Regions from separate parts of the Sus scrofa genome. Here region 2 is linked to region 1. The links are chromatin contacts, called in public Hi-C maps. All regions are on one chromosome and are shown on one strand. Each heading gives the region's core, a stretch centred on a gene start, on an enhancer-like site or on the middle of the called end of the contact. The rest is flanking DNA. Distances are from core to core; before and after follow the strand shown. Region 1 overlaps LOC102163076 (a long non-coding RNA gene). Region 2 has its middle 63 kb from the start of POP1.

Region 1 (6,742 bases), core at 611-3,110:
TGGCTGCAACTATTTTTTTGTTTTGTTTTGTTTTGTTTTCTGCTTATATTTTGGCTTGTCACCTAGTTTTGTTTAAATGTCCATTTTTGCTATCTAGTTAAATGTTGTCAATTTTGCTATCTAGTTTTATTTATGAAGGGATTTAGACAGACTGGAAAACTTTGCAGCTGACACCACCATTTTCCAAAGATTTCTGTATCTGATGTACAGTATTTTGAGTTTCTTCCCCTTTGGCAAAGCCCTAGGCAGACCAAACCCCGGAAAGGGGAGTAAGAGACAGGATTCCTACTAAGATGAAATGGAGAAAAGCAGTAGAAGGTTGTCCAGTGCATTCAGTGTAGTAAAGGAATGGTACTGGTATTTAGAGAGCTGCTTTATTTACTTCTAGTCAATACAAATTAGATCATGTTCCCATTGTGAGAGTCAAAAGGACCTGTAGTAATTTGAGTATGTATTGCTAGATCGAGTATATATAGATCTCTTACTTCAGGCTCAGTCACTTACATTATTTTGTTCCATTTTAAATTAAAATGGCCTATTTCCACATTCTCACTGATACCTCAGGCTTTCAGTTCTAAAATTCTGTGCTTCTAAGGATCTCAAAATAGTGGATAGATCTTTTATGATATGGCTCCTGATCTTGGAGATGTAATTCAGGAGTTCAACTACTCTGTATTTTACTGCCTTATTTTTCACTAATATGAGTGATGGGATTAGCAGCACAGGGTAAGAAATTGCTGAGTTCCAAACCTTCCACTCATGATCTCCTGCTCTGGCCATGTTGCCTTTACCAATTGAGTTTGTCTCTCCCATTTCTGAAAATAAAACCAGACCATTTGCCAAGGGGATAAAAAGCTCTGGGTAGTGAGGATACCTAAGCTATGTCAAGCATGTTGCCTCGTCTTTCTCCTTCTAGGCTCTTGGGCTTTCCTGGCAGCCTAACTTTGTGGGGATTCTCAGAGTTTCCTATAGGTAACTGTCCATGTTTCATCTGAACCAGAGCTACAGGGAGCCAAGAAAGGAAATGGGATGGATTCCCAAATGAAGGGGAATGTGCATTGGAAAATATGGTGGAATTAGGGCCCTTTTTATCTCCAGATGGAGACCATGCCTTCCTAAGGACCTGTCAGATGATTTGAAAAACAATTGTGTTTTCTTCAGTGGCCTGGAACAATGGCCAAATGGGGTTTTTATGGTTCTAGGGTCCCACATGGCCCAGTTTCTTTTCAAAATCACATTCAAAGAAAATGCACTTCAGAAACTAAAAACACTTTTAAAAGCACACCAGTCTTTATTGTATCTCTCAAAGATGGGGATCCAATTTCTAATCCTAGGCAACACAATGTACCATAAGATTTTCACTCATCTCCAGCACTCTCATTCCAGAGCTATTCCATAGCCTCTAACTCCCTCAGTCTTCTCTAAAACTTTCCCTGACACCCAGCCGTGCAGGTCCTTCTACATGAATGTCTCCACTTTCATTAGTCTCTACCCTGCTGCCTCACCAGAAGTTTCCTCAGAGGTTATCATACCTCCCAGGCAGCTGGGAGACCTGTGGCTCCTTACTCCCAAGGGTTAGGGTTAGGGTTAGGGCCTAACCCTAGGCCTGTGGCTCCTTACTCCAAGGGAAGCTGACAGGACCCCTGGGAATTATAATCTTCTCTTGCTCTGAATGCCTTTCTTACACGTAAGTCCAGGGGAGAATTACCATATATTTAATGAATAATGGAAAGTACACTTGAGAAAGCTTTCATACAATCCCCTGGGGTCAGGGATAGTGGGGAGAAGGGTACCAAGACTGGGCAAAAATCATTAATTGCCAACTGAGCAGAAGGGCAGATCTTCCAAATGGCAGACTTCCAAGGGAACAGTGGGGAATAACACTGCTTATTGCAGAAGCAGGGTGTGTGGTCCAGGCTCCCTGACACCCCTTTAGGAAAATCTAGTTTTGGCTTGTGGTCCTCTTATAAATGCTTCAGTGTTGTCTGGAATGGTTTAAATCTAAGCTACAGATGGGAACATTTGATGAGGTACAAGCAGTGATCAGAGATGGTCAAAAGCTTATAGTTGGGTCTAGAATAGAGAAGAGTATGGAAGTCAGAGAGAAACAGTGTAGTTCCATAACAGGATGATCTACTAGGAGCAACAAAAACTAGGTATAATTGTATCTATAAACCTAGAAGGTACTGGAGGACCTACCTGGTAAGCTGGGACTCATGGGAAGCACTGAAAAGATCAAGGCAAATACTTTGTCCTAGAGAAACTGAGGTCCTGGATATGACAGGCACTTGATGCATAGGAACTGAATAAGGATGCAGTGACCAGAAATGGGGACTAAAACAAGGACACTGGTCATAGGGAACAAGACAGAGCCTAGATTTTAGAATTAAGGGACAAAATCAAAGCTGGATCCTAGGAAAACCGAGTGAAGTTGAGCCCACAAAATACAGTGGAAGTGCCCAGGTGCCTGGAAGGAGATGCCACCTGAGGCTGGTTAAGAGCATAGTCTAGGTTGAAATCCTGACTCTTCAACATCTCATCTTTGTGACCTCAGGGAAGTTAAATAATCCTCGCCCAGTCTCCTTATCTCTAAAAGGGAGCAGTAATTCCTACCTCACAGAATCCTCACAGACACTAAATGCATGATGGCTTTCAAGCACCAGCAGTACAGATTAGGATTGAAAACATGTTAGCTCTTCTCCCACAATCATCACTATCATCATCATATCTCATCTACCCATTCAGAACAGGACTGGCTCCTGAGCCTGAGCTGCTAACTCTGCAGATGAGTGTTGAGGACAAGCTGGCAAAAAATACATACATATGTACAAACAAGATAGCCCCAACTTACTAACATATACAATGTTACTACATTTAAAAAATAATCAACAAAGCCCTACTATATAGCTCAGACAACTACCCTTAATTTTTGTAATAACCTATAATGGAAGAGAATCTGAAAAAAAAAGATACATAGATATGTATAACCTAATCACTTTTCTACATACCTGGAACTAACAAACACTGTAAATCAACCATACTTCAATAAAGAAAAAAAAAAGGAAAAAAAAAGAGATAGCCCCCATCTTACTCAAGTGCGTTTCCAAGTCAGTTGTTTGGCACTTGGAACCCCTGTCCTTGGAAACTATGCTATAAACAGTGATTTGGGTGTCAGGCTAGTCCACCCACATCTTTTTGTTCAGGGAAAAGAGGCTAAGCATTGAGCTGCCACGAGTTAGGGCTGCCATCTTCATTCCTGACCTTCAAAGGAGAGGACTTGAAATCAGAGAAGGGGTGGGAATACAGCTTGAGATAAGACAAGATCTTAAAGGTCACACGAGGGCTCTTCCAGACCCAAGTCTCTCTCAGAGCCATTGGTCCTGGAGAGCTGCACTGAGCCCCACAGTGGAAGCCCAGATGTGCCAGGGCTGAGAGCTGGGGAGAAGGAGGACAACTGGACCTTCTTTGCAATTGTCCTTTATCATCATTCTTCTCTCTGCTCCTACTAAAACCGCTCCCGTTGAGTGGGCGCATCTGTTCCTGCCATTTGCCAGCTGTTGTAAGAGAATTAAAAGTCCCATCTGAGGCTGTGATGAACAATTTAATGATGTGGCTGTGAATTAGGGCATAACAGCAGAATCGTCATTTCATTTTCAGGCTTAGATGAGTTGCACTGACTTTATGCTGCCTGACCAGGAAATGGGCCCTGCAATGGATGCAATTCTGCATGGAATTCTTCAGGGGGAAGAAGAGGAGGAAGAGGAGCAATGGCAAAATTTTTTCAGGTCATTCTGAGCCAGAGGAGAGGCAACAGAAAGTTTCAGATTAAACTGGAACTGTGGCAATACCCAACTTATCCTGAATTGTTACAGAACAGGAAAGAATTAATACATTTTTTTAAGACGACTGAAAGCAAATGCTTCTTCCTCAAAATGGAAACTTCTAAAAGCACATTCATCATTTTTCCAGGCTGTAATGGGCTTGTGTCCCAAGGAAATTTTGAAGCATGTAGGGCCATTTTCCCTGGCACTAAATGACCCCCAACTAATGTGTTTTTCTATTTGGGGACTCTTTCGTCTCTTTTTTTTATTGCCAGCTACCACTTCTCGGTTTGTCATCTCCCAGCCCCTCCCACTCTGCTTGCTTGGCTTTGAACTCTGCAGGAACTAAAGGTTACTAGGGAAAACCAGAAAAATCAATTGGTTGAAATAGTATCTTTGTATTTCATTTGATTCTAAGGCAAAAGAGTTGGATGAAGGATAATTCTTCATCACCCGCTATATGTCATCACTGCTACCCACCTCCCAGAAATACACACACACACATTCACACACACTCACGGAAGACCAAGGCCCTGGCTCACAGCCTTTTTCTCCATCCCAATCCCTGCCATTCCTGCCCTTAGGCCCAACCCACCCTGGGTCCTTTCTTTTAAAGAACACTGCTATGGTCCTCCTATAGCCATCTCCCTTCCCAAGAGGCAAGGAATCCAAGGAGCCAAGGGAATAGTTCCATAGGGAATCCATGCTCCCTCTTTCAAGACCATGTTCTGGGTACCTAAGACCCTGAGAATCTCTGCCTAAATGGTGTTGAACCAGCTTTCAAGACCTCTTCCTTCTAGAGTGGACAGGGCTGCTGTGGTTGGAGGGGTGTGCATGGAGTTTGGATGTGCAAGCTCAGGTCACATGGGTTATGAGTGCAAACTCCACCCAACCCCCTCTTGGGGTCAGGGTTGGGAAGAAAAGGGAGGTGCCACCATTTGCACTCTTGCCAAAGCAGCACAAATTTTAGAGGTGGACCGAATCTCTCCTTTATTATAGGATATTTCAATAGCTTTGTGTGTGGCCCATCCAACATGCTACTAGTCTTTTGGGTTCTTGGCCTCCTCAATTCCAAGTACCTTTATCTGCTCTCCAGATTTTAGCACTGCCCTGAACTTCACAAGTACTCCTGAATTTGTGGGTACTAAGCATATCAAATATTATTTGACTGCTAAGGCCGTTCTTCTGCCTTCTGCCATATAGAGGCGCTGAGCCTAGGAAACCTGAGCCTCCATTTCTTTCAAAATCTGAATCCTTTTTTCCTTCTCATTGCTGTGACATCACCCTTTGGGGAAACCAGCTGCTCCCTCTTTAACATACAACTTTACTTTTAATTTTTTACTTTTTTTTGTCTTTTGTATTTTTAGGGCCTCACCCATGGCATATGGAGATTCCCAGGCTAGGGGTCAAATCAGAGCTGTAGCTGCTGGCATATGCCATAGGTACAGCAACTCGGGATCCAAGCCATGTCTGCAATGTACACCACAGCTCACATCACCACCAGATCCTTAACCCACTGAGCGAGGCCAGGGATTGAACCTGCGTCCTCATGCATACCAGTCAGGTTCGTTAACCACTGAGCCACAACAGAATTCCAAGCTTAGAGAACTTTAAAAACATGAAGGCCTCTATTAGGAATATCAGTAAGACAGTTGATCCTTTCTACCGAAAAAGACACAAAAAAACTGAGCAGGGGTCACACAGGTGAGGAAGAAATACTTTTCATATCTCAACAATCAGACATATCTCTCAAAGGCCATCCAACTACCCTTGGACTCTCCTTCTCTCAGAAGGTTGCCATGTGGGTTTCAGCCTATTCTGGGACATTCTGCTCCAGTCCTTGACTCTCTGGCTTTCCTCCTTCTATTACCTAGGGAAGGCCCCAACCACCTCTTCCCTCAAGTGTCATGTTATTGCCTCACATGGCTTCTCTTCTTTAAATCCAGGCTTCATACTGAAGCAAAAGTCAAATCAGGTATTAAGCAAAGGCTACCATACACCCCCCAAAAAACGGCTTAAAACCTTCACTCCTTCCCATGCAGAAGGCTTCCACTACTTAACCTGCCTCTCCATCTCTCCAAACTCATCTCCCATCATCCCCAGTTTCGGTAATAACAGACCACTGGTTTCCATGCATCTGTTCATGCTACTCCTCTACCTGGACGCCCTTTTCTCCCCCAACCCCTTCCCTGCCCACCCCTCTTCAGGCGACCAACTCTGGTTATCCTTTGACACTCAGCTCAGATATCATATCTCCTGACTCTGCTTCTATCTCCTAGCAAAGGCTGGATTGGTACCCCTCTAGTGGGCACCTGCAGTACTAGCTAGTATCTTAGTATGTGCAACATTGCATTGAAATTGTCAGCTGACATGGCTCTAAATGACTTTACAGTCCTTAAAATTGGGACTGTAGCTTTTTCACCTCTGTGTCCCAGCCCCACTACACCAAGCCCTCAATAAATATTTACTGAACAGATTCAGACTGAGAAGGGGATGTGGATTTGGGGGATACTTATTTCTTCACAAGTGATCTGTTTGCCTGTGTCTGAGTTCCCTATGACTGGGGCTAGTAAAAGTAAAACTACCAGTAGATCAATCCTTTTTTTGTTTGTTTTTTTAGGGCTGCACCCAAAGCACATGGAGGTTCCCAGGCTAGCCACCTGGGAGCTGTGGCCGCCAGCCTACGCCATAGCCACAGCAATGCCAAATCCGAGCTGCATCTGCAAACTATACCACAGCTCACAGCAACACCAGATTCTTAACCCACTGAGTGAGGCCAAGGATTGAACCTGTGTCCTCATGGATACTAGTTGGGTTCGTTAACCACTGAGCCATGACGGGAACTCCTACTAGTAGATCAATCTTAGTCAAATAATTAATTATTATATATTTATCGAGCATCTGCTATGTGCCGAGCATTC
Region 2 (6,897 bases), core at 2,945-5,444, 150 kb after region 1:
TGTTGCCTGGGAGCTGAGGGCAGACCCCATGGGACTAGCCTCCATCCCTGAGTGTCTCCAAACTGCTGTGTCGCCTTCCACCCTCCCCCACTCCCATCAGCCATGGCCCAGCTGCAAGATGAAGCTTCCTCAGCAGATGTTGATGCAGGGGCTTCTGGTGGCCAAGGGGAGTCAGGTGTCTGGCCTGCAGAGTGGCCTTGACCATGGTATAGCTCCTGCCTCCTTCCCATCAATAGGGATGGAGAAGGCACAGGTGGTTGTAGGAGTCCCAATAGGGGATCATGGATAAAGAGGGAAACCTGGGGGATGCCGGGAGACCTCTGTAAGTTCAAGAAAACCATCAGCACAAGGCAGGCTTGCTTAACTGGTGCAGGTGCGACAATTGCCTCAGGTCCTTGGGTGGGGGCTGGGATGAGACCTGCATTCAGATTCAGACCAAGGGCAGGAGTTTGAAGACCGCCCTTCAGCTGATTGGAATACACACCATACCGGATACTACGAAGGAGGAGCTACTACTCCCTGAAAGGAAGAGGCGGGCCTTTCCAGTCCCCACCCCCCTTGGATGATAAAAGTGTGGCCCACCCGGATCCGCGGGCAGAGAGATTTCTTGTCTGCCTGCTTGCATCTCTCACAAGAGTCCTATCCTAATAGATCTGCTTCTTGCCTATCACTTTGTCTCTCTCTGAATTCCTCCTTCTTCTTCTTGGAGACATGAAGAACCTGAACCTCAGTGAGTCCAGACACAGGGTGGTTCGAATTTAAAACCGTGGGTTTAAGTACTAATCTGGCCTTAGGCTGGGTTCAAGTCCCGGCATGTAGGTTCCAGTCCCAACCTGGGTTCTGGCTGGGTTCCAGTCCCAACCTGGGTCCTGGCTGGGTTCAAGTCCTAATCTGGGTTCCAGTTGGGTTTAAGTCCCAATCTGGGTTCTGGCTGGGTTCAAGTCCCAGCATGTGGGTTCAAGTCCCAGCCTGGGTTCTGGCCGGGTTCAGGCTGGTAGTACTGTCAGTTTCAGCATCAGAGGTCAGCAGCACCCTGCAGGCTGAGCCAGTTCCGTGTGCCTGAGCCTGGCTCCTCCCTGCCAGGGAGCTAAGAGGCACAGTGTTCCAAGGCCTGGTGTGAAGGCTCCTCAAATCGCTCCTTGTGCCCCCTCACACACACACACACACACACACACACACCCCTCCACACAGTCTGCCCCCACCTTTGTCTTTCAGTTAATAGAGCCTGTGTGTTCTCTTTCTTACCAAACCGCAAGCTCCCTGCAGGCAGAAACCCAGAGAAGGATGTGCTCTGAGTGCCCGAGGCAATGTTTATCAAACTGGATCGCACTGTGGGAGAGAAACCCGCAGCTCTCAGGGAATCTCATTAGCGCCTGAGCAGGGCCAGAAAAGGCGGAGTGAAGGCCTGAGTCCCAGACACACACCCCAGGCCTCCCCCAGGAGCAGGAAGGAAAGATCCATCAGTACTGAGGGTTTAAAACCTTGGCTTTTTTCTTTTTTCCCCTTTAAGGCATGTGTATTGTTATAATTGGCCCCAATATCTTAATTCTCTCAAAGATGTGTCACCTCCCATTTCCGTTATGTCCTCGGTAACCTCCCTGAAGTCACTTTTAACCTCCACTCAGCCATCAACATCCACAAGGTGGGCGCAGCGCAAAGCCTTGGCCCAGTAGGGGCTGTCACCCCATCTTCCTCCCTCTCTTGTTTCTAAATATCTGGAAAGGCTTATACGCAATCAAGCCATTGTCTCTGGGGCTCAAGCTAAATCCTGCAGAGACTGCATTTTGCAGCTCACTCTGTAAACCGCCCAGGGACGGCTTGTCTCCAGAGCTCTTTTATCTTCAGAAACAGAGAGAACATTATCATCTCTATGTGTTGGCCTTGCTTTCGCCTGCTGCTCTTTAAAATTTCTCCCCAAACCTCATTTTTTTTTTTTTTTATTTTCTTGTCCTAAGAATAACACATTGCTCATAATGGTAGGAGAAAAACAGTTTCTTTGGAAATGCAGCACTGGGTCACTATGCCGTACAGCAGAAATTGGCACAACACTGTAAATCAACTATATTTTAATGTTAAAAAAGTAAAAAAAAAAAAAAAAAGACAATGGTGCTCAACTTTAAAAAGAAAGATTTAGAACTCAAGAAGGAAGAAGGAAGGAAGAAAGAAAGCAAAGAAAGCAAGCAGGCAAGAAGCCCCTAGAGTTCCCTGGTGACACAGCGAAATAAATACCCACCATTATCATTGCAGCAGCTCAGGTCTCTGCTGTGGTGTGGGTTCAATCCCTGGCCCCGGAAATTTCACTTGCCTTGGGTGTATTCCCAAAAAAAAAAAAAAAAAAAAAAATGAATGCATGAGAAGTTCCCGTTGTGGTGCAGCAGAAACGAATCCAACTAGGAACCATGAGGTTTCTGGTTCAATCCCTGGCCTCGCTCAATGGGTGGAGGATCCAGTGTTGCCGTGAGCTGTGGTATAGTTTGCAGATGCAGCTCAGATCTGATGTGGCTGTGGCTGTGGCTGTGGCATAGGCCGGCAGCTGAAGCTCAGGTTCAACCCCTAGCCTGGGAACTTCCATACACCATGGGTGCCGCCCTAAAAAGCAAAAAAAAAAAAAAAAAAAAAAAAAAATGCAGCTCTTTTAATTTCTGAACATGCAGATTCTTTTACACAAGCCCTTTCTTTGGGGACACCTGATGTTCTGCAGGTTCTCTGTGTCTATAAAGGTGTGGTTTCATACTCAGTACTTGGGTCTGAGCACGATTCTTAGGTGTGCACACTTCTGAATGTGCATATGTACGTGTATATGTGTGCATTTGTGTAGATTGGTATGTGAGCACACGTGCCTGGGGGTCTGTGGCAGTTTGGGAGTGTTCACTGAACACACGTGCTCCCCAGGTTTCTCAGCTCCCCTTGCCTTTATGCTGGGGCCACATGCTGCTTTTGAACCATGAATCGTGAATAGGACTGACTTCTGGACCAAGGCGGCTGTTATTAACTGAATGTTTGTGTTCTCCCCAAATTTCTAGGTTGAAGCCCTACCCCCCAGGTGATGGTATTTGGAGGTGGGCCTTTGGGAGGTGATTAGGCTGAGATGAGGTTATGAGAGTCGGGTCTCCGTGATAGGATTTGGGTCCTTTTCAGAAAAGGAGAGGAGACTAGAGCATCTCTCTCTCCCCTCCCACGAGAGATGACCAGACAGGAGGCCGTCGGAAAGCCAAGAAGAGCGTCCTCACCAGGAACCAAACCTCCTGGCACCTTGAGCTTGGAATTCCCATCCTCCAGAATTGTGAGTAATACATGTTTGCTGTTAAAGCCAGCCTGTGGTATTTTGTTACAGCAGCTGAAGCAGACAGCCTTGGAAATAAGTTTTCTAGAAGCAGCTTTGAGGAGGAAGAAGGGTATAGCTATGATGTGAGATAGAACTTCTGGGCATTGAGGAGTTCCTGTCATGGCTCAGTGGTTAATGAATCCAACTAGGAACCATGAGGTTGCGGGTTCGATCCCTGGCCTCGCTCAGTGGGTTAAGGATCCGGCATTGCCGTGAGCTGTGGTGTAGGTCGCAGACGTGGCTCAGATCCCATGTTGCTGTGGCTGTGGTGTAGGCCAGTGGCTACAGCTCTGATTTGACCCCTAGCCTGGGAACCTCCATATGCCACGGGAGCGGCCCAAGAAATGACAAAAAGACCAAAAAAAAAAAAAGAAGAACTTCTGGGCATTGAGATTTCAGGATTGACCTGTTGCATTAACTAGTATTACCTCGTCTCTAAAATAATGCAGATAGGAGTTCCCATCGTGGCGCAGTGGAAATGAATCTGATGAGTACCCACGAGGATGAAGGTTCGATCCCTGGCCTCACTCAGTGGGTTAAGGATCGGGTGGTGTTGCTGTGAGCTGTGGTGTAGGTCACAGACTTGGCTCGGATCCCACATTGCTTTGGCTGTGGTGTAGGCCATTGGCTACAGCTCCAATTCAACCCCTAGGCTGGGACCCTCCATATGCCATGGGTGTGGCCTGAAAGAGCAATAAAGTAAAATAATGCAGATAATATCAAGCGCACAGGGTGTTGTTAGGACTGAATTAGGTGTCACAGTGCACGCATTCTCTCTCAAGTAACTCAGCAAGTTACATTCAGCAAGTGCCTCAAAAGCACATTTTCATTTGCCTGGCACTGTGCTAGGTGAGCAGGACAGATCTGTAAACAGACCAATTACTACATAACGTGGCAAATGTCCAGTTACCAGAGGGTACACAATACACAGAAGGCAGTGGTTAATTCTGGAAGATTCTGGAAAAGTGACACAGAAAGGGTAGATGGGTAGGGACTGCAGGAAGAATTAGAGCTTACCAGGTTAGTATAGGAGGCAGAGGCCTGCCCCAAGTGAGATGGATTGGTCATAAGTGGTAGGACCTGATTAGTGAGGAAGGCCCTTTACTGGTCTTTTTTTTTTGTCTTTTTTTTTTTTTTTTTTTTTGTCTTTTTGCCATTTCTTGGGCCGCTCCCATGGCACATGGAGGTTCCCAGGCTAGGGGTCTAATCAGAGCTGTAGCCACCGGCTTACACCACAGCCACAGCAACACAGGATCTGAGCCGCATCTGCGACCTACACCACAGCTCACGGCAATGCCGGATCCTTAACCCACTGAGGGAGGCCAGGGATTGAACCCGCAACCTCATGGTTCCTAGCTGGATTCGTTAAGCACTGAGCCACAACGGGAACTCCCCTTTACTGGTCTTGAGAATATTCACCTAAGCCCTAAAAACCTCAGACTCCACTTCCTAAGGGGTTAGTTCACTCCCAGTGAGCAGGCAGGAATGGCTGGTGAGGTTGGGAAAGCATGTTCTCATTTGCTCCTGGTAAAGAGAATACAAGTTTTCCTATTCTTTTTTTGGCCTCACCCACAGCAGGTGGAAGTTCTGGGACCAGGGATGGAACCTGTGCCACAGCAGTGATAACGTCTGTTCCTTAACCCACTGAGCCGCCAGGGAGCTCTTTAATTTTTTTAAGACCATGAAAAAAACTGTCCTGCTTTCTTTGTACTCATTTTGAAGGGCGTAAGGGTATCTGCGTCTGCCTCCCCAGGTTGACCATGAGCTCCCAGGGTTGAGGGACATACCCCGTCACATATGCCTCTGGGTCCCCCAGGCCTAGGGCCTGGTCTGTGGCCGGAACTCTTCAAATGCCTGTGGAATCAAAAACCTCATCGGTTCCTGGGCTGCAGCACTGAACAACAAAACTGCCCCTCCAGGGGTTGCTTTCTGAATTTCAGAAATCTCTCCATTCCCAGCTTTCCCCAGGCTGAACTGAGGCTCATCTCCCAGGAACCTGGGGGCGTGCCTGTGTCGGTACACGGCGCCACCTCGCGGCCATACTGGGTAACTGCACCATCTCGCCCTGCGAGAGCACCCTCTCTCGTGATTAGGATCCCCCTCTCATGCCCACAATTTTGAGGGAAACAGGGATCCTGAGCAAGCCATCCTCAGCCCCAGCCCCTACCCACTGTGAAGTCTCTGAGAATGGGCAGGCAATGTTTGGACCCTTGGTTATTTTGGCTCTTGATGACTTAAGCCCCTATTGGTTAAGGGGCTATTAACGGGAGGTCGCTGGGACTACCCAGTTAAGGATGCAGACAGATATGGGTTTGATTCCAATTAGCTGTGTGACCCTGGGTACTGTCTCACCTCACTGAGCCTCAGTTTCTCTCTCTATAACATGAGGATGATGTAACTCAGAATTGCTGTGACATATGCCATGTTACATAAGCTAAGGTTTGTGAGCTGTAATCACAAACACAAAGGCACTTGTGCTGCTGTGACTTCACTTGAGTTTCGCTTCAAGAAGGTGCAGTGGGAAGTTCCCTTCATGGCTCAGCAGAAACGTATCTGACTAAGATCCATAAGGATGCAGGTTCAACCCCTGGCCTCACTCAGTGGGTTAAGGATCCAGCGTTGCTGTGAGCTGTGGTGTAGGTTGCAGACGCAGCTCGGATCCTGCGTTGCTGTGGCTCTGGCATAGGCCACAGCAACGCAGGGCCGCACCCATGGCATACGGAGGTTCCCAGGCTAGGGGTCTAATCGGAGCTATAGCTGTCAGCCTACACCACAGCAACATGGGATCCAAGCTGCTTCTGCCACCTCTGCGACCTATGCCATAGCTCACAGCAATGCTGGATCCTTAACCCACTGAGCGAGGCCAGGGATCAAACCCGCATCCTCATGGACCTTAGTCAGGTTTGTTAACCACTGAGCCACGACGGGAACTTCAAACCCAAGCCTTCTTGTTCTCGCCAGCATTCCAGGCAGCTCCTCAAAGGAAGAGATGCGGAGGGCAGAGCTGCTGAAGAAAGTTGGGGCTGTCACAAGAGAGGAAGAGGAGTTTCCACCGTGCTACAATGAGATCGGTTGCACCTCTGGAGCACTGAGACGCAGGTTCAATCCCCAGCCCTGCACAGTGGGCTTAAGGATCCTCCAAGTCACAACAGCGGCTCAGATCTGATAACTTGCCCAGGAACTCATATGCCAGCAGGTGGCTAAGAAGAGCAAAACAAAGCAAAAAACAAGAGAGGAAGAAAGCAGAGCTGCAGCACTTGAGTGCAACCTGCTCATTCCCTTGTGGATATTAGACTCTTTCTGCAAAAAAGTTTTACTTTAAAAGTTGGTCCTGAGAAGTGCCTGGCCTGATCAGGAGACCTGGGCTCTGGTCCCGGCTGTTACTGAGCGGCTCTGACTGGGTGACAGTGTGACGCCCCCTCCCCTGCAGAATGAGGGAGGAGGTTGGCTAAGACGCCTGTCCGGGGCCTTTCAGCTCCCAAGCTGGCCCTGGATAGCTGGGCTTGCAGAGGCTCTGCACGTGTGTACAGGCACGAGGTTATCATCGTTGCTTCTCGGAGATCTGGGGTGGA

The links. A called contact is a pair of places that touch in the nucleus more often than the background predicts.
Region 2: a contact with region 1 is called in a Hi-C map of liver, with 4 times the contacts expected there. The contact joins two enhancer-like sites. A contact is called at or near these places in 4 of 47 Hi-C or Micro-C datasets (embryonic fibroblasts, liver and skeletal muscle).

The regions. Positions count from the first base shown.
Region 1 is chr4:38,443,126-38,449,867 of Sscrofa11.1, forward strand. The region is part of intron 1 of LOC102163076 (a long non-coding RNA gene); the gene reads right to left. Among named protein-coding and RNA genes, the nearest start is that of NIPAL2, 45 kb to the right of the region's middle. Within about 2 kb of position 1,861, at least 1 of the 83 cell types and tissues checked has an H3K27ac peak or open chromatin away from gene starts, as enhancers often do. A contact at or near this core is called in liver, where this site is marked.
Region 2 is chr4:38,590,232-38,597,128 of Sscrofa11.1, forward strand. No RefSeq gene overlaps it. Among named protein-coding and RNA genes, the nearest start is that of POP1, 63 kb to the right of the region's middle. Within about 2 kb of position 4,195, at least 7 of the 83 cell types and tissues checked have an H3K27ac peak or open chromatin away from gene starts, as enhancers often do. A contact at or near this core is called in liver, where this site is marked.